Regions from separate parts of the Mus musculus genome. Here all the other regions are linked to region 3. The links are chromatin contacts, called in public HiCAR-type and promoter capture Hi-C maps. All regions are on one chromosome and are shown on one strand. Each heading gives the region's core, a stretch centred on a gene start, on an enhancer-like site or on the middle of the called end of the contact. The rest is flanking DNA. Distances are from core to core; before and after follow the strand shown.

Region 1 (2,700 bases), core at 115-2,614, 660 kb before region 3:
TTACAATTTTTTGCACCAGGATTAAATATGTCATTACAACAATATACAGAACGTTAGAGTTCTTAATTTATTTTTATGCACTGTAAATTTCCAAGAAGGAGAGGGTATAGAGGGATGAATATAAAATAAAACCTTTTTTCAATTTTTTATTGGATATTTTCTTCATTTACATTTCAAATGCTATCCTGAAAGTTCCCTGTACCCTCCCCCTGCCCTGCTCCCCTACCCACCTACTCCACTTCTTGGCCCTGGTGTTCCCCTGTACTGGGACATATAAAGTTTGCAATACCAAGGGGCCTCTCTTCCCAGTGATGGCCGACTAGGCCATCTTCTGCTACAAATGCAGCTAGAGTCAAGAGCTCCGGGGGTACTGGTTAGTTCATATTGTTGTTCCACCTATAGGGTTGCAGACCCCTTCAGCTCCTTGGGTGCTTTCTCTAGCTTCTCCATTGGGGGCCCTGTGTTCCATCCTATAGATGACTGTGAGCATCCACTTCTGTATTTGCCAGGCCCTGGCATAGTCTCACAAGAGAGCTAAGCACGAAGCTCCCCCCATTCCCCACAGAGTTCATAGGCCAGCACAAATTGAAGGCTGGCCTGGGTGCCGGGTAGGGTATAGTGCTTTTGAGTGTCAGGTTTCATAGGTTCTACCCAGAACCACAAAACAGGACCTTGAGAAGTGAGAAACACAACCCCTCCTCTTTTCCCTCTCTTAGGAGACTGGGCTCCTAGGAGCTCTTTTGACCCCGCTGTAGTCGCTCTCTGCCTTTCTCGGAGCCACTGACTAGGTGCATTGTGGCCTCACTGCTCAGTGCCCTGAAAGATTGGACCCGTTCCGCCTCTCTCGGATCCCAGCGCCCAGAAGACAGAAGACAGAAGACAGTAGCTGACAGACAGGTGATTCAGCGTGACCGTGTTAAAAATGAAAATCTTATCTCCCAAAAAAGAAAGCAAAAGTTTTGCTGAATAGTCAAACAGTCCGTCTTTATGAATGGTAGCCATATCTAACTCCACAACTACATGTCTAGACAGAAACTTGAGAATCAGATTTAACACTTTTTTTTTTCGACTCCCTGTGAATACCAGGATGGCCAACTATCCTTTCTACATAGCTTTTGAATCCACAGTATATTCTCTGTCCTCAGGATCTCTGTCCTGGGCTGGGCCTTTCATATTTCTCTCCTGAAGTACAGCTGCCTTTTGCTTTGCTTTTCTAGCTGTCCTTCTCTAACCCAGGTCCTACATGCTAACCTTACCCTGATTTCTAAATGAAGGATGCTTCAGTTCAGTAACTTCATACCGTCCTTAAGCATTGGGTCCAGGCTGCTACATTCTGCACATTCCACAGCAACAGCTTCCCATGGACCTGGTAAACAGTGCCGCTCTCCACTCCTGATCTGGCTCTCAGGAGTCTTAATTCCTTTTTTAGTATCATGTGCAGCCCTTGAACTCTGGTTCCCTTACCTCTTACCACCTTCCTCTTGCCTTTTCTTTTTGACCTTCAACTCTCTCTTTAAAGGACTCTTTTTTAGACCTGCCTTACTCTCTAGACCGGATGGGCACTTTGGGGGGGGGGGGGGGGTGTCTCAGGGTTGTTTGGGCCTGAAGCGCCACTCTTCATTGCTATCATGTATCTAATTGTTGCAACACTTGCTTTGTCCTGAGCCAGGCTTGATGCTGCAGTTTGCCTCCCATTATACAACCGTCTTTCCTTTCTTACTAAGAAGGTAGTTTTTGCTGGCACCATGCCACAGGGTTAGTGACTGCCCTGTGTTTCTGTTGGGAAAAGCAGTACTCTCTTGCCTCTTATTTTTCCTGGGCTAGAGCAGTGTGAAGCTTCAGCTACCTTTTTACTCGCTGGAGGGTGAGATGGCACTTTGAAAGAGCAGATGAGAAGCCCTTAAGATGCAGATTTGCATTATTTATATCCTGACACTTGTCTTCCATCATTTTTTATGAGAGAAAAATTAATTGCCTTATTACTGTTCTTTACTTTGTTGTAAACATTTTCCTTGTAACATAGCATTTCTATTTCTTTCCAGGCCTTTTCCTGTTTGTATTCCTGTTCCCTATGTTTTACCAAAGAGTAGAGCCCATCTTCCTTAAAGTTTCTCTCTCAGACGGTCACATCTAGTGCTTAATGATGGCAGACATGGCTTTTTGATGATGATGATGATGCTGTTGTTGTTACTATATTTATTTATTTTGTGGGGCACACAAATGCCACATTGTACATGTGGAGGTCAGAGGACAATTTGCAGTAGGAGTTGGTTCTCTTAGTCACATGGGTACTGGGAATTGAATTCACAATGCCAGGCTTATTGGCAAGTGCCCATTGAATCATCTGGCCAGCCAGATAATATTTTATTAGATCAGTTCTGTGGCATTTTTGATAGTTCTCTTATTACATAGTGTTGGGACCTGTATCTTCAAGATTTACACAATGCTATCAGTCATCCAACCTTCCCTTTAAAAAATTAAATCACGGTTTCTATTGCATGCTCTTATTGTCTACTGCTGTGTGTGGCCTTCCCTGGCAGGTTGTAAACGCTGTGAGGACCATTGTGTCTGAGTATTTTCTCCACACTGTGTAGGATTTCAGTGGATCCTAGCTCAATGCTACACATTAAGAAGCTGCTCAGCCTTTTTCTTTCTTTAATAAATGACAGACCTGAGTCTCCAACCTCCGCTTTCTCACCT
Region 2 (2,700 bases), core at 23-2,522, 520 kb after region 3:
TAACTTCCAAAGAGTTCAAATGGGAAAGAGTGCATTCAAATGGAAAAGATTTCTCAATTCTTAACCACTGTACAGTTTTAAGAATATAGTAACCATACAAAACGTTACCAGTGTGCATATGCTTATGAGTAGAATATTCGGTGAGACTGGAGAACTATACTCTATGGCTCCAGGATGCTCCCTGTACCGTCTGTATTTTACCTCCAGGCCCTCAATCCTCCATAAGCACAGCACAGTAACCCATACAGAAGGAATCCTCCAAACAGTTCATATGCAGTACCATATCTTTTCCTGAGGAACAAACTCAGTGTGATTTGGACGTAAATTTACGGTCTGGAATAAAAAGAGTAACGATGATGTACTTAGAAAGTGATCAAAATGATACACGCTTGCAAAGTGGAGTTCAAGGCTGGCTTTGACACACACCATGTTTGAGGCCACCCTGAATTACATGAGACCCAGTTCCAAAAACAAGATGGAGCCTCCAAAAAGTGGAAATAATCTGGAAATCACTGGGCAATTCTCAACCCATCCAACATATACATACAGAGCAACTATTCTGTCAGGCACCCTATCTTGGTTTATATTTTCTTAGTATGTAGGCTGCGGTCGAGCATATCACCCTGCCTCAGCTTCCCCAAATGCTGGGATAATTATGGGCATGCAACTTAGGCATACAGGCATTAAGTAGTCAGAAAAATACAATCCACAAACGCTCTGCCTTTCATCGTTAACACCCACCTTATCGATGATGCTGTTAACAATTAGAGGATTTTTCAAAATGTGTTGTCCGATCCCTGTGTTGAACATGAGTCCTGAAATAAAACACGAAGCAGCCTTAATTTCCCAACTTTTCAAGAACCGATCTCAGGCCGTCCCAGAGAAGCAGGATGGACCCGGGACGGTTTCTGCTCCAATGCATCCACAAGCGCCGCGCTCCCGGCCGGGGTTGGGATGTATCTTTGAGTCCATCCATCCCTCCTGCTGGCAAGGAAGACCAGGCGCGCGCGGGGAAGGGTCAGCGCTGAGCGCCCACCCTCCTCGGGGCGGCTAGAGGCGCAGGCCACCGTAGGGCTCCCCCGCCGCGGGTCAGTCCCAAGCATCCTCCACACCGCACCTCCAGCTCGCTTCAGCTCCCGGCGCTGCTCCTGACGATCCCGCCGGCGGCTACTCGCTGCGGACTTGGCCTTCGGCATCTTCTCGGAGGAGTCCCTGTGCCAAGCGAAAGCAGCCGGGAACCGCGTGGAAGTCGCCCTCAGTCGCCGTCACGACTAGGCGCCCGAGAGGCCCACTTCCCCGCCCACTGCGATCACCGACCCACCCAGTCAGCGGCAGGCCGGAGCCCAGTGGCTGCTGGGAATTGTAGTCTCTTATGGGCTCCTCCCGCGGCAAGGCGGACTCGAGCCCAGTGGCTGCTGAGATTGTAGTTTCTGTCTGGTGAGCTCCTCCGGAGGCAAGGCTGGCTCCAGCGGGTTAGCCACCGGATTTTAGAGTTTTAGCTGGAGCAACAACTTCCCCAAGAGCCCGATTTCCCAGAGGAAACCGCGCCGCTCAGGCAGGCAGTTAGGATTGGTTGGGTCTCGGCAAATTGGGTGCTTCATTTGGCACTGCCCTGGGACATTCTGATATCTGCGGAAAGATCTCTCGTGTCTCTCCTGTTTCCCTGCAGGTTGTGGGCTGAGAAGCCTAGGCTCGATGGACACGGAGCTTGGTGGTTTAGGGTAACATGTCTCTCCGTTGTGGAAAGCAGTTAGATTAGAATTAGCTCTCGTTCCAACACGGCACTTACTGGTTACTTCTCTATGCTTTTTGTTCATTTTCTCGTCGTTTTGCTGAGTTCCAGCACTGGAATGTCATAGTTAAAATATGCTGCTCTCAATGTTTATTTATTGAAAGATAAAGGCTATAACAATTTCAAAACCCTGTAAATGGGATTGATTACAGGTATGTGTTGGATATTGTAATGGGATTATACGCCGGGCTGTAACATACAGAATAAAAGATTCATGGCTGTTTTTCTTGCCAGTGTAATGTTTCGGTTTTAATTTTTCTGTTTGTGCGCTGAAGAAAGTCTTTGCAATCAACCACCAAAGGCTACTGCTAAGAACCTGTTCCGTAGCCTAGGTTTTTGTTTGTTTGTTTTGGTTTTTGGTTTGTTTTGTTTTTCAAGACCGGGTTTCTCTGTATAGCCCTGGCTGTCCTTGGAACTCACTTTGTAGACCAGGCTGGCCTCGAACTCAGAAATCTGCCTGCCTCTGCCTCCCAAGTGCTGGGATTAAAGGCGTGCGCCACCACCGCCCGGCTTTTTTTTTTTTTTTTTTTTTTCTCGTAGCCTAGGTTTTAGTCCTTCCTTTCTTTGCTGTAATTCGAGCACAGGGAAAGTTCTAAAATATCCTAATATAATCTTTTATTTATAGTCGACTATTATGGGGTTCCCACCAAGGAGCACTTGAACACTGCCTATGAGCCAATGGAAAGCCTTTCTTCCAGCCGCAGGTGACTACAGCTGGGTATTCCGGACCCAAGTTCATTCATCTCTGAGCCTGGAAAGCCCTCAAGGTTCCCATCCCGCAGTTGCAAGCTAACTACAGTTACAAAAGCCAAAATACGCGATTAGCAAAAAAAAAAAAAAAAAAAAAAAAAAAAAAAAAAATTATGGCGTTGTTTTTCTTTCTGGAACTTAAGCTTCCCCTCGCAGTT
Region 3 (2,700 bases), core at 95-2,594:
CTCCTGTCCTTGGGTGCTTCATGGAATCCGTGCATGTTAATAGCCATTCCTGTCAAATGCCTGTCACCATTGCTGTGAGACTGTGTGTCACAGCGTTTGAGATGATGCAGCCAGATACTATCGACCAGCTCAGCATCTCTCTGAGAAACCCATGTTCAACTACATCCCTGTGGGTAATAAACAGGATGGATGCCCTCATCCCATGATAGAGCGTTATCTACAAATATATAACTCAAAAGAAATTACCACCAATATTCTTTTAATTGGAAATATCCTTCTTCCGCCTAAGCAGATACGTGCAAGCCCCTCTCTTACTGAAGCCATCCACAGCAGAGGAACATGTGTGTGAATGACAGCCTTTTAATCTTCCCCCGTAATCAGCTCCCCAAGCCCGAATGCTGAGTCTGTGAAACTGGCAAGGCCAGCCTGTTTCTCAGCTACCTCCTGCCGCAGGCTCCGGTGGGTCTGCCCTGCCCTTCTCCCTAACTTTAGCACTGGGACTCTTTAGAAAGCCAGAATATTTTTCACCCTGGGCTTGATCCTCCATTAAAACCAGCCGACCTAGAAAAATGAAGCTTAGGCGAGGCGGCTTTTCTGATCCCATTATCGATAAGCTCTTAGAGTTCATCAATGAAAATTAGAAGTTGTTAATCCTGTACATTTCCCCCCCCATCCCTTGATTTTTAATTACAGAAGAGAGAAGTAATGGATAACGTCTGGGGTTGCAGAGACACTGAAGCTGTCAAGAGAAAATTAAATTTACAGTCAGAGAGTTTTGTTTTCTCAAGTGTCCTTATAAAATTCGAAAGAGGCTCCTGGCATCACCAAGGCAATTCAACTGGTTTCCTAAACTGGCAGGATTTTCTTCGAAGAAGCCCTCCTTCCTTTGCCAAGAGAGTGTCTTAATGACAAGGACTGGACCTAAAGGGAACTCATTCAGAAGAAAACTGCATTAAAAGAACATTAAGGGCGATGTTTTAAAGTCTGATTTAAACTCATGAAAGCAAGGAGATTTATTGTTGAAGCCAAATCGCCGAGCTGACGCGCCCTGCCTGGTAATACATTCTGATTGGAGCACAGGGGATTGAATCTGTGCAGAGACATCGCTCACTGTGGCCTCAGCATTCCAGCTGCTGAGCCAGGAGATAGTGATGGGGAGCCGGGAGGGGGGCCACACAGGCTGGGGACAGCCACATTTCTAAAAGCAGATGGGCTAACATCCCATGGGGAACAACTCACCAGGGAAGTAGGAGAAGGGCGCTGCCAGCTGAGGTCAGCCTTGACATTAGTCGACAGCTCAGCAGCCTCGAAGCAGCTCCCAACACAAACAGTCATGGGTGGAGTGGGGGCTGGGAGGCCGGGTGGGGGGTGCGGGGAGGGGTTCCCTGGAGAATTGGAGGCTCAGCAGGAAGTTCCAGCCCATCTCCTCTGAATCCTAGCCAATCCTCCTCCACTCCCTGGCCCCACCCCACCCAGGGGGTGGGGCAGAATCTTCTCTTGGGCAGCTCCTTCTACATTCAAAGGGACCCGTGACAGAATGAACCCCAACCTCAACCTGCTGCTCTATTTTCCTTGGCAAGTTTCTACTTGTGCTGCAGACCTGGCTGCTAGCCAAAGGGCCAGCTGCTTGCCACCTTGCAAGTCAGGATCTGATTTCTAGATTAGCAGTGTTTGTGCCAATGTTGGAAAGGTACATTGAAGTCACCTGGAAAAAAATCAAAGAACACAGCCTTGAGCTCCTGCCCCCGCTTCCCTCCCAGTTCAAGGTCATGTGTCCCAATGATAGCTTCTATATTTCAGTTGGGGATGGCATTGCATTCTATTCCAAATAACAATGGTCTCCAGAGTAAGCCTTGGGGCTTTTTCCTCTTGACTTTCAAACTGATCCATCCCCCTTTGTGCCATTTTTAGTGTCCCAGTGCCTGTACAGATGTCTATTTCTTGGACTATCTGTTGCTTCCCCATGCATGGATATAGGGCTGTCTATTCAAGTGGTCACATTTGGATAGCCAAGAGATAGTAAAGATGTGCCAACAGGTCAGTCTGTGAAAACTAGAAGACCACAGAGTGTCACTTGAGCAGGGACCCAAAAGTGTGTGTGTTGTGTGTGTGTGTGTTGGGGGTGGTGGTGGTGGTGGTGGGTTGTTTTGTTTTCTGAGTTCGGTTGTTTGTTGATGACAGATTCTCATTCTAGCCTAGGATGCCCTGGAATTTATTCAGAAACCCAGACCAGTCTCAGTCTCTTCTACTTTCCATCTCTCGAGTGCTGGAATTACAGGCATGAGTTGCTACTCTTGGATCAAAAAGTCTTTGGTGAAAGTGAAGTCAGGTGTTTGAGACCAGGCAAGCCTCCTTCAGGAAACAGAATCAGGAACCGACCTGGAGGGCTCAGGTGACTAGGTGGGATGTGAGATCTTTCTGTTATATATTTATCTAGTAATGTGTATGTTGAGTGCTTCTCAACATCACAGAGCATGAAGCTGTGCAAACACATAGGTGGAGTAAATTCGGCAAGTAATGCCATCCATGAATGTTCACAGTAGAGACAGAAAGAGCTGTGGGGAGCGTTAGAAGGATGCTCCACGGCAAGTGGAGCTTGAAGGAAATAGAAACCGCTCAAAAGTAAGGAGTAAGAAGTGTGGAGGGCAGAGTCCATGAAGCTCAGAGTGGGAATTTAGCCTAGGGACCTGTGACAGTGGA
Region 4 (2,700 bases), core at 132-2,631, 850 kb before region 3:
TGTGAACAAAATGTCATGATACCATGAGCCCACTTTATGAAGAATCTGAGCAAACCTGTCAAAACTTGGTTCAACCAACACTGAAGACCAGGGTACCACGTGACACCACCCAGTGCCAGTCAAATCACCAGATAGTGACACATGAATGATTTCCATTGGAAGAACCGCTGACATGAGTCCAGCCCAGACCAATGACCCTATGCAAATATGTGTTGTTTTCAGCCAAATGAAACAAGACCACAGACCCTAAAATCTTAGGGGAAACTTTACATGTGCCATGTGATCTTTTGTGTGAAGATTCATAATCTTTATTTGATTCTCCACGCGTCCCATAAGTCTAATAAAACAAAGGTCTAGCAGCCTGAAACCTAACTTCCCATCTGTAGAAGGTGGCTTGACTCCGCAGAACACAGACTACCTGGCTCTGGAAAGAAAGAAAACTACATCTCTAGCATATGAGTCTAAAACATGAGTTTGGATATTCATCCCCACCTTTTCCAGAGTAGAGAGCAGGTGAGACTTTATTGCAAGGCAATGCAGCTATGAGTCTTCACAGACAAAACTCAAAGTCCTCTAAAACCTTCTGTCTATTCCATTGTCCTAATCCGTTTGAGGGAGAAGTCAGTAAAAGTACTTCCTCCTAGAAATAAGTTTCTGAGTGGCAAAACTTGTTTCCACAAGAAAGACCCTTACCCTGGTGCATCAGCAAAGCTTTTAGATCACCTATCAGAGCTGATCCGCTACTTGAAGTAGGTGCTGACAACTGAAACTCCGGGGGCAGGAACCTTAGAGGGGCAATCCACCTCCGTGCAGTGCACCGTTACAAAGAACACTTGTCAAGTGTCAACAGTGTCACTCAGGAAGGAGTCACGCCCTGCCTGGAGCACCGCAGTCCGCAAGAGCTACCCCCATAGGTGGTCCTATGGCTCCACCCACGGTCGATCTTGCCCTGGAAGCTAGAGTAGGTCCCTAGGACAAAGGGGAACGCGATCGCCTGAGGTTCGGTTCCCCGTTAAGGCTGAAGGCGCCGTCCAAAGCCGAGCATCCAACTACCGGCGGCAGAAGTAGTTCATGCCACCTTGGTAGGGCTGACTCCGGGCCTCGTCTGCCCGCTGTGGGACAGAGTGTGCAGCAGCGACCGGAGCAGGCACACGACCACCAGCACCGGCAACCCCCGAGCGACTGCACACTGCCCGAGTCTTGGCGGTGACAGCGGCGCGGGGTCGGCTCGGCCCCACTCTCACTCACCAGCCTGGTGGCCCGGTACGGCCCGGGTCCCACTACGCGGTGCTCCATTGCCAACGCGCAGCAGTCGCGGGGCAACGCCGGCGGGGACTCCAGACGGAGCTCGCCGCGCCGCAGTTTGAATCACAAGCCCGGAGCTTCGGGGCGCTGATTGGACGTTGCGAGGGCACGTGACAGGAACTGTGTGGTGGGCGGGGCTGTTTGTGTCCTGGATTTCACTACCCGGGGTTGCGCCTCCAGCACCTAGGAGGAAAGAACACTTTCTCCTCGCCAATGGGCGCTCGGATGCTTGCGGACATGACTGATCGCGCCGCGTACCGCCGGCACACAGTGGATGGCGCTGCCCAAAACCTACCGGGACTGTCCCTGCCGCGAGTCCACTCGGAACACCAGCTCTGCAGCCTCGGAGCCCAGTGAGCCAAACCTAGCTGGAACCCGATAGATAATTCCTGTCAGCACCCAGGGCAGAGAATCCGGAGGTTAGCAAAGAGGAAGAAGTGGGTGGTGAAAGGAAGCGAGTTGACTTGACAGCTGTCCAAGGGGAAGGACATTTCTAAAGCAGATAAAGGCAACCTGCCATAAGGAGTGTAGAAAGAGCGATAAGGAGAGGCATGGTCAGCGTCTGCTGTGTTCCCTTGATAAATAAAGTACAGTAATCTTTCTCCTCCTTGAACTTAGGTTTTGTATTTAGGAATCTGACAGAAATTGTCAGTCCTTTGTGGGGTTGATGAATTCGTCTTCTCTGCACTGAATCACCTACACATCTCCTGCCCGTGGGAATTGCTGGTCCAACTTGCAACTGTTGAAAGAGACAAATGACTTCACTTTATACTATATGCCTTTAGCTCGGTGACAATGAATCTATGTCTGGACTCCTCCGTGAAGACTGCTGAACAACTCCACCTTGATCATAGAAGGTGATAGGCAATAGACATATTAGACAGTGATTAATTCAATAGCTAGTGATTAATTCAGACCCTCAAAACTGGTGAAAGTCCTGAGAATAAATAGGGCTGAGCATGGGACACTGGTATGAACACCCGTAAGATGCTGTCTTCCGAACATAATATGGTTGACCTGGCTGTTCATTCATGAATTCACAGCAAGACCTACACACGATGGAGCCTGTCAATCAATATTCTAGCATACCAGGGCAGGAAGGGCGTATGAGCCAGTAGTGAGGAGATTATTGGAAATGAATGGCTGCTGAGAGATGCCATCTATTTTCTTCCAGTAAAGAGCCTAACACCCATGCTCATGTTTGGAACCCTAATTAAACTCAGTGAGTCACTGTCTTAATCAGGGTTTCTATTCCTGCACAAACATCATGACCAAGAAGCAAGTTGGGGAGGAAAAGGTTTATTCAGCTTACACTTCCATACTGCTGTTCATCACCAGGGAAGTCAGGACTGGAACTCAAGCAGGTCAGAAAACAGGAGCTGATGCAGAGGCCAT

Evidence for each region. Promoter capture Hi-C pulls out the DNA fragments that hold promoters and counts their contacts. HiCAR-type assays count read pairs that join an accessible place to other places.
Region 1: a contact with region 3 is called in a HiCAR-type map of kidney, with 4 times the contacts expected there. The contact joins the enhancer-like site here to the promoter of AI197445 in region 3. A contact is called at or near these places in 2 of 39 promoter capture datasets (the SN4741 cell line and hippocampal neurons), 1 of 15 datasets of contacts at CTCF or cohesin (the NIH/3T3 cell line), 19 of 484 Hi-C or Micro-C datasets (the MC3T3-E1 cell line, Sertoli cells, Th2 cells and 15 more), 9 of 115 datasets of contacts at active chromatin or transcription factors (craniofacial prominence, embryonic basal ganglia, embryonic forebrain and 6 more) and 1 of 9 other capture datasets (embryonic stem cells).
Region 2: a promoter capture Hi-C map of liver shows a contact between it and region 3, with 5 times the contacts expected there. The contact joins the promoter of Dimt1 here to the promoter of AI197445 in region 3. A contact is called at or near these places in 3 of 39 promoter capture datasets (hippocampal neurons and liver).
Region 4: a contact with region 3 is called in a promoter capture Hi-C map of hippocampal neurons, with 4 times the contacts expected there. The contact joins the promoter of Depdc1b here to the promoter of AI197445 in region 3. A contact is called at or near these places in 1 of 39 promoter capture datasets (hippocampal neurons) and 1 of 484 Hi-C or Micro-C datasets (embryonic stem cells).

Annotation. Positions count from the first base shown.
Region 1 is chr13:108,131,270-108,133,969 of GRCm38.p6, reverse strand. The region is part of intron 1 of Ndufaf2 (NADH:ubiquinone oxidoreductase complex assembly factor 2); the gene reads left to right. It overlaps Gm52057 (a long non-coding RNA gene), which reads left to right. Exons shown (of 2, transcript XR_003950676.1): 2 at 717-2,700. Among named protein-coding and RNA genes, the nearest start is that of Gm52057, 3.7 kb to the left of the region's middle. Within about 2 kb of position 1,364, at least 10 of the 459 cell types and tissues checked have an H3K27ac peak or open chromatin away from gene starts, as enhancers often do. A contact at or near this core is called in kidney, where this site is marked.
Region 2 is chr13:106,945,701-106,948,400 of GRCm38.p6, reverse strand. Dimt1 (DIM1 dimethyladenosine transferase 1-like (S. cerevisiae)) reads right to left here and starts at 1,272. Exons shown (of 12, transcript NM_025447.4): 1 at 1,118-1,272; 2 at 742-815. The coding sequence starts at 1,196.
Region 3 is chr13:107,468,466-107,471,165 of GRCm38.p6, reverse strand. It overlaps AI197445 (expressed sequence AI197445), which reads right to left and starts at 1,344. Exons shown (of 3, transcript NR_045083.1): 1 at 1,240-1,344.
Region 4 is chr13:108,315,018-108,317,717 of GRCm38.p6, reverse strand. It overlaps Depdc1b (DEP domain containing 1B), which reads right to left and starts at 1,381. Exons shown (of 11, transcript NM_178683.4): 1 at 1,249-1,381. The coding sequence starts at 1,296.